Linked DNA regions of Gossypium hirsutum: region 1 is linked to region 2. Evidence: chromatin contacts called from public Hi-C data. All regions are on one chromosome and are shown on one strand. The core of a region is the stretch at or near the end of the contact, and the rest is flanking DNA. Distances in the headings are between cores, read along the strand shown.

What was found. A called contact is a pair of places that touch in the nucleus more often than the background predicts.
Region 1: a contact with region 2 is called in a Hi-C map of leaf, with 1.9 times the contacts expected there. The contact joins the promoter of LOC107937190 here to the enhancer-like site in region 2. A contact is called at or near these places in 5 of 34 Hi-C or Micro-C datasets (all in leaf).

The regions. Positions count from the first base shown.
Region 1 is chrD13:62,145,384-62,150,375 of Gossypium_hirsutum_v2.1, reverse strand. It overlaps LOC107937190 (transcriptional corepressor LEUNIG), which reads left to right and starts at 3,451. Exons shown (of 19, transcript XM_016870039.2): 1 at 3,451-3,610; 2 at 3,855-3,980; 3 at 4,436-4,533; 4 at 4,641-4,750. The coding sequence starts at 3,949.
Region 2 is chrD13:61,929,823-61,935,082 of Gossypium_hirsutum_v2.1, reverse strand. No RefSeq gene overlaps it. Among protein-coding and RNA genes, the nearest start is that of LOC107942044, 14 kb to the left of the region's middle. Within about 2 kb of position 3,997, at least 8 of the 9 cell types and tissues checked have an H3K27ac peak or open chromatin away from gene starts, as enhancers often do. A contact at or near this core is called in leaf, where this site is marked.

The DNA of each region.
Region 1 (4,992 bases), core at 2,202-4,701, 220 kb before region 2:
CTTTCATATATAAAATTACACATTAAACCAAAATTCATGTATAGTTTTAAAAATTTTCCATTTGTTACTAATGTAATAGGAAAAATATATTAACCATTTATGTTGTCATAGTAAACCAAAATAATATATATCATAAAATTATCATTTAAAGCTTTTAAAATTAAAATTAAAAATTATCAAACAACACTTTATTTTTAGTAAAATCCCAAAATCAATTTGACAATTAGAAATAACAATCATAAAAACATCTAATAGATTGGAAACATAGGTAAAAGGAAGCTATAATTAATACATTCATCAATGTATAAAATTCATAAAAAAAAAAATTTAAACATCTAAACATTTGCACCTACATTACCTATCCAATTGAACCCATATTGGATTGGGCCTGCAGGAAAATTTATCTTCTTTGGCCCAGTTTGGTTATGTAGGAAGAATTATTTATGAATATATAAAAACAATTATATAATCTATTGTTATAAAAATGCAGTTTTATTGTCGATTGCATCTTAGCTCGATTGGTATAGGTATTGTTGTTAATGCATAGATATATGAGTTCAAGTGTGTTGAAGCGCATTATACTCTTATTTTTGAATTGGGGGGCTATGCTTAATTTTAAGCATTGTATATGAGAAATACGTCCCAGATTTTCTTTTTCAAGCATGGAAACTCCAGGAACAGAACAGAAGTAGTAAGATGTATTTTCATAATAAAGTAAAATATGTCAATTTTTTTCCCAAAATCATCTAATACAAAATAAATCTTCGACAGGAGGTTGATCGGTTAATTCAATAAAAAATGGATGATAGAATTAGACATGTAAATCTGATAAGAAAACTTTTTGAGATTGGAATTAAGTTAAGTACTTTTATAATAGTTGAAATATAAATTCATCATTGTATTATATATATTTTTTAATTTTTTAAAGAGATACATTGAAATTTTATCATTTTTAGGAGAAAATGCAATTTGACCATTTATTAATTTATAATTTTATAAAATTTATAGGTTAAATAATGCTACATTCCCAATGCCCTGCCAGCCCCAGTTGGATGGGTTAAATTAGGTCCAATTGATTCAAGTTTTAATATTTTGGGGTTATTTTAGGTAATTACTTAGAGTTTGGATGGTTTCGAATTTTTATCAAATTTGAATTTGAGTCAATTTGGGTTTTGAAGTTGTTTCATGTTTAACATTGGGAAGGAGTCATTTTGTATTACTTATTTATATATTTTCGGGTTTGGATAGTTTTTTAATTTTGCTTCAACATAGTTGAAGTGTTGATTTTTTGTTGTTGTTGCTAAATGTTCAAATTTGGGTCAAATCTAACTCACATAATAGTCAAAGTTTTTAAAATAGTCAAATAAGACTAAGCTTTTCCAAATGTGCTCAACTAGGTGGTTAAACATTTTAAAAAAAGTACTAAAATAGGGGTCAAATCTTTCAAAATTATCGATTAATGACTAAACTTTTTTAAAATTACTCAAATAAAGGTCTAATCTTTCAAAATTATCAAATAAGTGGCAGACCTTTTCAATTGTTGTATATTATGTTTTAAACTATGTTTTTATTTTTATTCTTTTAAGTAATATCTGACATAGCTATCATGTGTTTAATTTTAAACACGTTAGCACTCACCTAATTTTGTACTAATAGCTTAGGGTGGAATGCATGAAAGAATTCCTAAAATATTTGACCCTTATGTTAACAATCCCTAAAAAGATTTTGCACTAATTTAAACATTTAACTTTTTTTAATATTTAACTATATTAAATTTTTTTTATACAATACAAGTTCAAACTCACACATCTACACACTACACTACCACATAAACAAACCTACTATTTGAGCCTTAGTATAATGTATAGATGAACTCGAAACACTTCAATCAATGGATCTATAATTTGAGTTCAATTCATATTAAAACTTGAATGATCAACCATTAAGAAAATATCATGAAATTTTATTGTCCATTAATTAACTTTTGCTATTCATTTAAAAAAAAAACTCCTAGATGTTCAACCTTTTTAACCTAAATCTCTACTCTGTCGGCGGTGGCGTCGGCCTTTAGGCTAGTTACTGATCATGACTCTTTCATCATTTTTTTCGTGATTTTTATTTATTTTTTGTCCCAGTCTATATTATTGTAGCCTAGTAATGTTCTGTCGTAAATATGAGATTTGACAACGTAAGGGCGTCGCCAGATCTATTAGGAACCATTCTCGAAGGGTCTTATCATGATAAATTATGGTGATGGTGATAGATTTGAAATGATTATGAGGATAAGTCGTTTAAGACTTGACATTTTGTGCATTATTGACACAATGGGTCTCTTGGAGCTTTTGGCAGTTGTCTTTTGGTTGATCGGTGTTTATTGTAAGGTTGGATGGCGGAGTTAGGATGTAAATTTCAACAATTTGATACTTATCTGATTTATTTTCGAATGATTCTAGTATTGCATTTATTGTTAGTTTGTCTATTTCTCTTTACTTTTTTTGAGATTATTTTAGAAACATAACATTTGTGTATTAATTTATAATGATTTATTTATTGTTGATATCTTTATTTTTTTTCCGTTGAATTAATAGTAATTTCTTTTAAAAAAACGACACGAGTCATAGGATGGAATTAATTGAGGGCACAGTAGACAATGAAGTGAAAAGACCCCTGAAATAAATTTCCCCTCACTTGGGTCATATATAGGATGAATTAACATATTTATAGGGTCCAATATTCGAATTTATAATGAAAAAAAGTAAAAAACAAATATTAAAAAATATACCTTATTAAAAACTGTTAAAAATATTTAATAAAAGCAAAAATTATTTCAAATTTTCAATAGTTAATTTAATTTTTAATATTTAGACAGTCAGCTATTAGTTATATTATATTTTTAAAGTTTAAATATCGTGGAAGAATTTTGTAATATTTTAAGCTAATTTTAAAGGACATTAGTTTAGAACTATTCTGGCAAGTTGGAATCTAAAATTCCCAAAAATAGGAAAATTACAATAATGAATTAATTATAATAATTTTTAATCCAAAAAGGTTTGGCTGCTCACCAAAATAGATTAGATACAGTAGCGTTGGACAAAAAATAAGCTAAACGCATCCTATCGTCCATCTAAACCCACCTTTAATACTCTAAACCATGGGCACAGCTGAAATTTGAAACAAAAATAATAGATGAAAACCAGAAAAAATAAAACAATTGGGGTTTATTCATAAATACTAAAGAAATGAAGCCCCACAATAGAAAAAGCAATAGAATTGTATTTTTCTACTCAATTTACTAATTAACCCATACTAACCTCACCTAACTCACAGCTTTCTGGAATAAAATTAAGGAAAATTATTAAGGTTATATTGGTCATTTGAATTGAAGTACTGCCACGAAATCAGTCTCATTTTGAAAATTAAATAAATTGAAAGGGCTTTTCGTGTAAATTCAAGTAACAAAGCATTATGATATCTGCAACAGCAACCCCAAATCCACCCAAAGCTACAGAAAAGAAAGAAAATAAATTCACATACACCAAAAAAAAAAAGAAAAAAAAAGAAAAAGAAAAAAAAAGCTCTCAAAAATTAATAAACGTTTTTGGGATTGCAGGTATCTTTCCCTTTCTTTATTCTTTTTATTTTCTTTTTTTATTAAAAAATCCATAAATATAATAATTTCTGATATTGCTAAAATTAGAGAGGTTCTGTCTGTTTATCTTCTATTATTCTCTACATAGATTCTTCTCTTTCTACTACTGTAATAAGTTTTTCTTCTTTGGGTTTTTAAAAGTTTTTATTTTTAATTTTTAAAAAACAATGTTACAATGAGTTAATATTTTTATTTTTCTGGGTAGCTTTAGAAACTTGAAGTGAAGCTGTTTCAGACAAGTTACCTAGGAATCTGGAGCTGTTCTTTAGTGTTTTTGGTCTGTTGTTGGATTCAACAAGATGTCTCAAACCAACTGGGAAGCTGATAAAATGTAAGTCTTTTCTTTTTTTCCCTTCTTGTTAAAGTTAACTTTGTTTTGGGTTTTAAATCTTTATTATTATATTTATTACAATTTCTTTAGCTCTTTAATGTGGTTTTTGATGTTTTCCCTTTCTTTTTTGGTTTTATTTGAGTTCTGGGTATGTAAGCTTTTTCTGGGTTTTTGTTTGTTCATTTTGATGTCTTTAAAGATTTCAATTTTAGTTCTTTGAAAGCTTGGTTTTTTTAGGGTTTTGTTTGTTGTGGAACTTCAAGTTACTGTTCTTCTGTTTTGCATTATTATTTTTATGTAAAATGATAAATTTGATTTAGGGTTTTGTTGTTTATCAGATTTTCGTTGTATAAAGCTTATAATTTTATTTGCTTATGGAGTTATTAGTTATGCTTGTAAGTTCTGATTTTGCTCTTATAAGCATACTGTATGGCCATGTATTTTGTCAACAACAGGTTAGATGTGTATATCCATGATTATTTAGTAAAGAGGGATTTAAAGGCTTCAGCTCAGGCTTTTCAAGCTGAAGGGAAAGTATCATCAGATCCTGTAGGTAAGCAACTAAATGGGTTCGGGAATTATGTTAAAGCCAAAGATCTGTTCTTTTATATTAGATTGTTTAGTACTTTCATTGATGCTGGTGCTGAACTTGGTATCCAGCTATCGATGCACCTGGAGGTTTTCTCTTTGAATGGTGGTCTGTTTTTTGGGATATATTCATTGCCAGGACTAATGAGAAGCATTCAGAGGTTGCTGCATCTTATATTGAGGTTGGTTTTGATTTTATTTTTCTATTTTGAACTGTTAATTTGTTTCGAGTTTGTACTAGCCATGGATAACCTACCATCAACATTTTATTTTTTGTTTAATTTGTCGCGGATTGTTTTCTGTACTTGGAAATTGGAGTCCTCTCCTGAAAGCATATTGCATGATGAGCTTGTATCAAATGCTCTATGGGAACTGGTAGTAAAAGTACCATTGAGTCCCCCATACTAGGATTCAGATTGCATTT
Region 2 (5,260 bases), core at 2,748-5,247:
ACCGAATTATGAATTCCACTATTGTAAGTGAAGTCATGCCATACATAAGTCATATACCTAATAATCTAACTTTTGACTTTGATACCAAAGGAACACAGACTCTCAGTGTATCAAAGTATATGAGTTAGGTACACATGGTCAACCACTTACTCGGGATTGAGGTAAGTCACACCATGAATATCTCAAGTGAATAATTTCATAAATGGATTCAGGATAAATTCTACTCAAGTTCCATCTGATGTATTGTCAATCACACCTATGTTCTTATTTTTTGGGAGTCAATTGCTCTAACACCCGAGACAATGTATCTCCCTAATTGGACCAATAAATAACCTAATAGTCCCCATGAATCAATTGCTCATTTTTAATTCCATTGACTACAAACAATTTAAGTTACCTACTAATATAAGTTGTCTTCTCGCATCATAGTCTCACCATATAATGCAACTTAATATTAGTTAAATCCTTAAATATTCAATGAGCAAATATTTGCTTATTCATTTTAATTTTTATGCAAAAATCATTGAGGATAATTATACAAAGATATAATAAATTAATTGTGAAACTTTATTTATTTAATCAATTCATAGATTGCAAGTAGACTAACAAAATCACTACACAAAAAACACATAATCATAACAGTTTATACATGAAAGAATATACGAAAAATAAGCAAAATAATTTGCAATTACCTAATTTTCAACCTACTATACAGAGAGTGCAAATCCTAAATCATATCCTAAGATTATGCATATAATAACACTCCCCTTTAACCTGGAGCATATAAATCATATGCTCCTAGCTTGTTACATATATAGTCAGTCCAAGGTTTCTAAGAGATTTAGTGAGGACATCTGCTAGCTGATCATTAGAAGTGATAAAACCAGTGGTAATACACTTTGCCTCAATTTTCTATCTAACAAAGTGACAATCAATTTCTATGGGTTTTGTCCTTTCTTGAAACATCGAATTCGTAGAAATATGTCGAGTTGTTTGATTATCACATATCAACTGCACTAGGCTGTCAATTTCACACTTTAATTGCCGAAGAAGCTGTTTCAACTAGATAAGTTCACAAGTGATTAAGGCAATGGCTTGATACTCTCCTCCTATACTTATCTTGTCACAACATCTTGGTTTTTACTTTTCCATGATATATTTCTGTCGAATCCACTTTTTTGAAAAATGGGTGGACTTGGATTTTGAAAATGAAAACGAACAGTGGAGTCGCCAAGCTATCGAAACAACTTTTTTGAAAAACGGGTCGACTTGGATTTTGAAAATGAAAACGAACATGAGAGTCGCCAGAAATCCTTTTTATTTAGGTGTGATTGGATCACCTCATAATTTAATCATTTTAATAAAATTTTAAATTTAATAAAACGAAAATTTTTTGTCTATAAAATCCAGAAAACGGGTTCGGGAGTCAATTACGCATGAGGAAGGATTAGCACCCTCGATACGCCCAAAATTGGTACCTAGTTGATTACTTAATGTCTTAAGTGTCGAAAGTAAAAAATCGAAGCCCAGTAGGTTAGGGCACAATTTCTCAAAATTCCAAACATAGAATATTGCCTTTATTTAAAAATTCCTCATCTCGAGAGAACAAAATGTCATATCCAATGAGTTAGGACACAACATATCAAAACCCCGAGAATGAGCTTTTTATTTATATGCTTTGATTAAAAAAGATACTCGATTACTTAGATTCAACGAGGAAAATTGGAACCCAGTAAGTTAGGGTGCAATCTTCTCAAATCCCAAAACATGAAATATTATTTATTAATAATTTTTATAATCTTTTTTTTTAATTTGGATGAAAATTCATGTAATATTTAAAAATATGTCAATAAAATATTAAACTATCGAACATAATTAACAACACATAATAACGATGAATGAGACATCAATAAATAACATAATAACAATAAATAAAACAATAAATAAAACAATAAATAACAATAATAACAACAACAATAAATAACAACGATAATAACAATAAATAATACAACGCATAATAAGAAAATATTAAATTTAAAAGATACAAGTAAATAAATACACAAATGAGTATTAAGAAAAATAATTTATAAAAATTAATTAAATGGGCAAATAAATAAAATGGGTGATAATAATAACAACAACAATAATAACAACAAATAATAAAACAAACAAACCGAAATAAAATAATAAAAAAATAAAAATAAAAATAAAAACCTCAAAATGTTGAAATTTAGTAAATAAAAGGATTTAATTGAAACATAACAAAACTAAAAGGTATAAATTCTAAATAAAAAAACTGATAAGGGTCTGATTGTAACGTGCCAAAAAACAATGAGGACCAACGAGGAAATTTCCCCGATCCTGATGCGCAGCGTTGCAAAATGGACCAAAATAAAATGACGCAGAAATTACAGGGTGAAATTTAAAAAATAAAAAAGAAAATAAGATGGGACTTGATTGAATTGCATCACGAAAGTGGAGGGACCATTTGCGCAAATAGCCCATTTGGATTTGATAACACGCAGATTCTCCACAAATCGGGTCAGGTCAGACGGGCCATTAGTAAAACGAAGCCGTTTTTGTGCTTACCCATTGGCCCAAAACGGCGCCGTTTCAAGTAAGCTATAAATACCAAATTTTTTTAAAAAAATCCTTATTATTCCTTTAATTTAAAAAACAAAAACAAAAAAAAAATTTCTTTCAAACTCTCTCCCTCTCCCAAGAATTTCTAGAAATCAACCAAGCTCCGGCAGCGGACCACCGTGGCGGCCGCCGGTCACCGGCGACGGCGCCGTTGTCCACGGTGGTCGAAAAGTCAGAAAATGACCATTTTTTTGGCCTTTCGACTTCCCAACCCAAAAAGGCGTCGTTTCTCATCGGAAACGACGAACCTAGGCCTCCGATCGAGCAAAAATGCGAATAAAAGGGTAGGTTTTTTTATTTCTATTCTTTTTCTTTTCAAAATGCAATCAAAACAAAAAGAAAATGAAAACCCAGAATCAGTGACTACCTTGGAGTATATTACTATTTTTTTCTCTGATTTTTTTATTGTATTTCTAAAAAAAAACCCTTTACATTCAGCTTTTTGGTGGCTTTTATAGCCAAATACACTGTCGTTTTTTTGTTTTTCATTTGTTTTCTTCTATGTGCTGTAATTGCAGGTACGGGGGCCATACGGTGGTGACATGGAGGCATGCGTGGCTGAAGGTTGGAGGTGTGGCAGTGGCGGTTGCAGCATTAGATGCAGTTAGGGCTAGGGTTTTTTTGTTTTGTTTTTTTGTTTGTTGGTTAAGATTGGGTTTGGGCTTTGTATTGGGCCTGTTATTATTTGGGTTAAGGTTAAGTTTATTTTGGTTTTATTTATTTGGGCTCGGGTCAAAATTGCGCTATTACAATTTTCTCTAAAGAAGACATAATATCCTAAAGTAGACTTTCTATTTGAGGGAGATCTTGCCCAATCTACATTTGAATACCCAACAACCTGTGTATTTCCTTTATCTTCATATAACAAACCTTTTTTGGTCGTACCTTTGATGTATCGAAGGATACGTATCATTGTATCTCAATAACTATCATATGGAGCTTGAAGAAATTGACTTTCCACACTCACTGAAAAAGAAATATTCAAATGTGTGATAGTAAAATAGTTCAATTTCCCAACTAACCTTTGATATTAACTAGGATATTTTAGAGGCTCCCTTTGTCCTAGAACAAGTTTGCATTAGGTTCCATAGGTATATCAACACGTTTACAATACAGCATCCATGTTTCTTCCAATATAATCCAATGTATACTTCTTTTGAGAAATAGTTGTAATCAGCCCAATTTACCCGGGCCCAAATATCCAGTCCATTTACAAAATAAACAAACCTACGAGCCCAATTCTAAAAAAAAAACTAATGGCCCAACACCCTAAAATTTCAGAAAACCCTAGCTCCCCTTAACACCTCCAACGCTGCATGCAAGGGCCATATGCGTCGCACGTCACGTCCCATCACCTACCCTCCGCTACCTGCTTCGCCTGACACCACAGACCTGTAAACAACATGAAAAAGACATAGAAGTAGTGTAAAAAAGCAGAAACAGTAGAAAGTAAAAAAAGGAAGGCATGGGTGTTTCGGCTTTATAAGCCGGCAACCAAAACGTTGTAAAAGGGGACTGTAAAAATACAAAGAAAATTTCAATCAAAAAATCGCAAAAAATTTTACTCCTATTGCCGTTTCAATTTCGGTTTCGCTATTATTCTTTTTATTTTTATTTTATCTTTACGCACGAATAAAGCAAAAAGAAAAGGGGAAGGGACTCACCGGAGTTGTCCTGTGTCTAGGTCGTCAGAGGACTCCTTCTTCGGCGATAGAACCCGACGTTGACGGTCTCTTGTCTTTTTTTTGGTTGTTTTGAGGCTGGATCCTGACTCAGGGGGTTAAGATCTAAAAGGAGACACTTTTTACCCTCGTCGGCCACTGTGCACGGCGGCGTCGACGCCAGCGATCCGACGGTCGATACGGTGGCCATCGGCCGGAGCTAGTACCGGAGGGAAGGAAGGGTTGAGAGAAAACCCTTATTTTTTTCTTTTAAAAATGGAAAAAAATAAAGTTTTTTTTTAAAAAATTGACTTAAATAGGCCTATGAAATGGCGTTGTTTTGGGCTTGGCCACCAATAGACAAAACAGCGTTGTTTTGGCCTTAAGATTCGCGTGTTGACTTGACCTGCAAGGAGGATCCGCGTGTTTTTGTCGGAAGGACGAATTGCACTTTTAGCCCTTCCGCTTTTTTCTTTTTGTACAATCAAGTTTTTCCATTTTTTAATTTGGCCCCATTAATTTGTCTTGGTTTCCAATTTAGTCCCTGTTGAACCTGCGCGTTTTGGAGGGTGGGGATTATTACCCTTTAGTCCTTTTCTGTTATTCGCGCGTTCAAATTAGTATTTTTCCTCTTATTTATTTTGAATCCGCCTCAAATATTTTGTTTTAGTTCAATTTAGTCCATTCTCTTGTTATTTTAGCTATTTTATTATTTAATTATTTTAATGTTATTATCATTATTATATTATACCATTGATCTTGTGTTATTATTATTATTTATTCATTTATACCTTTAAAATTTCAAATTTTGTTATATATATACATGCGTACATTTTATAATATATACATAGACATACATATTTTTTTAATTTTTATAAATATATATATATATACACATGCTTTTATATATTTTCTATGATTCATAATTTTATATACTTACTTATATATGTTTTTAG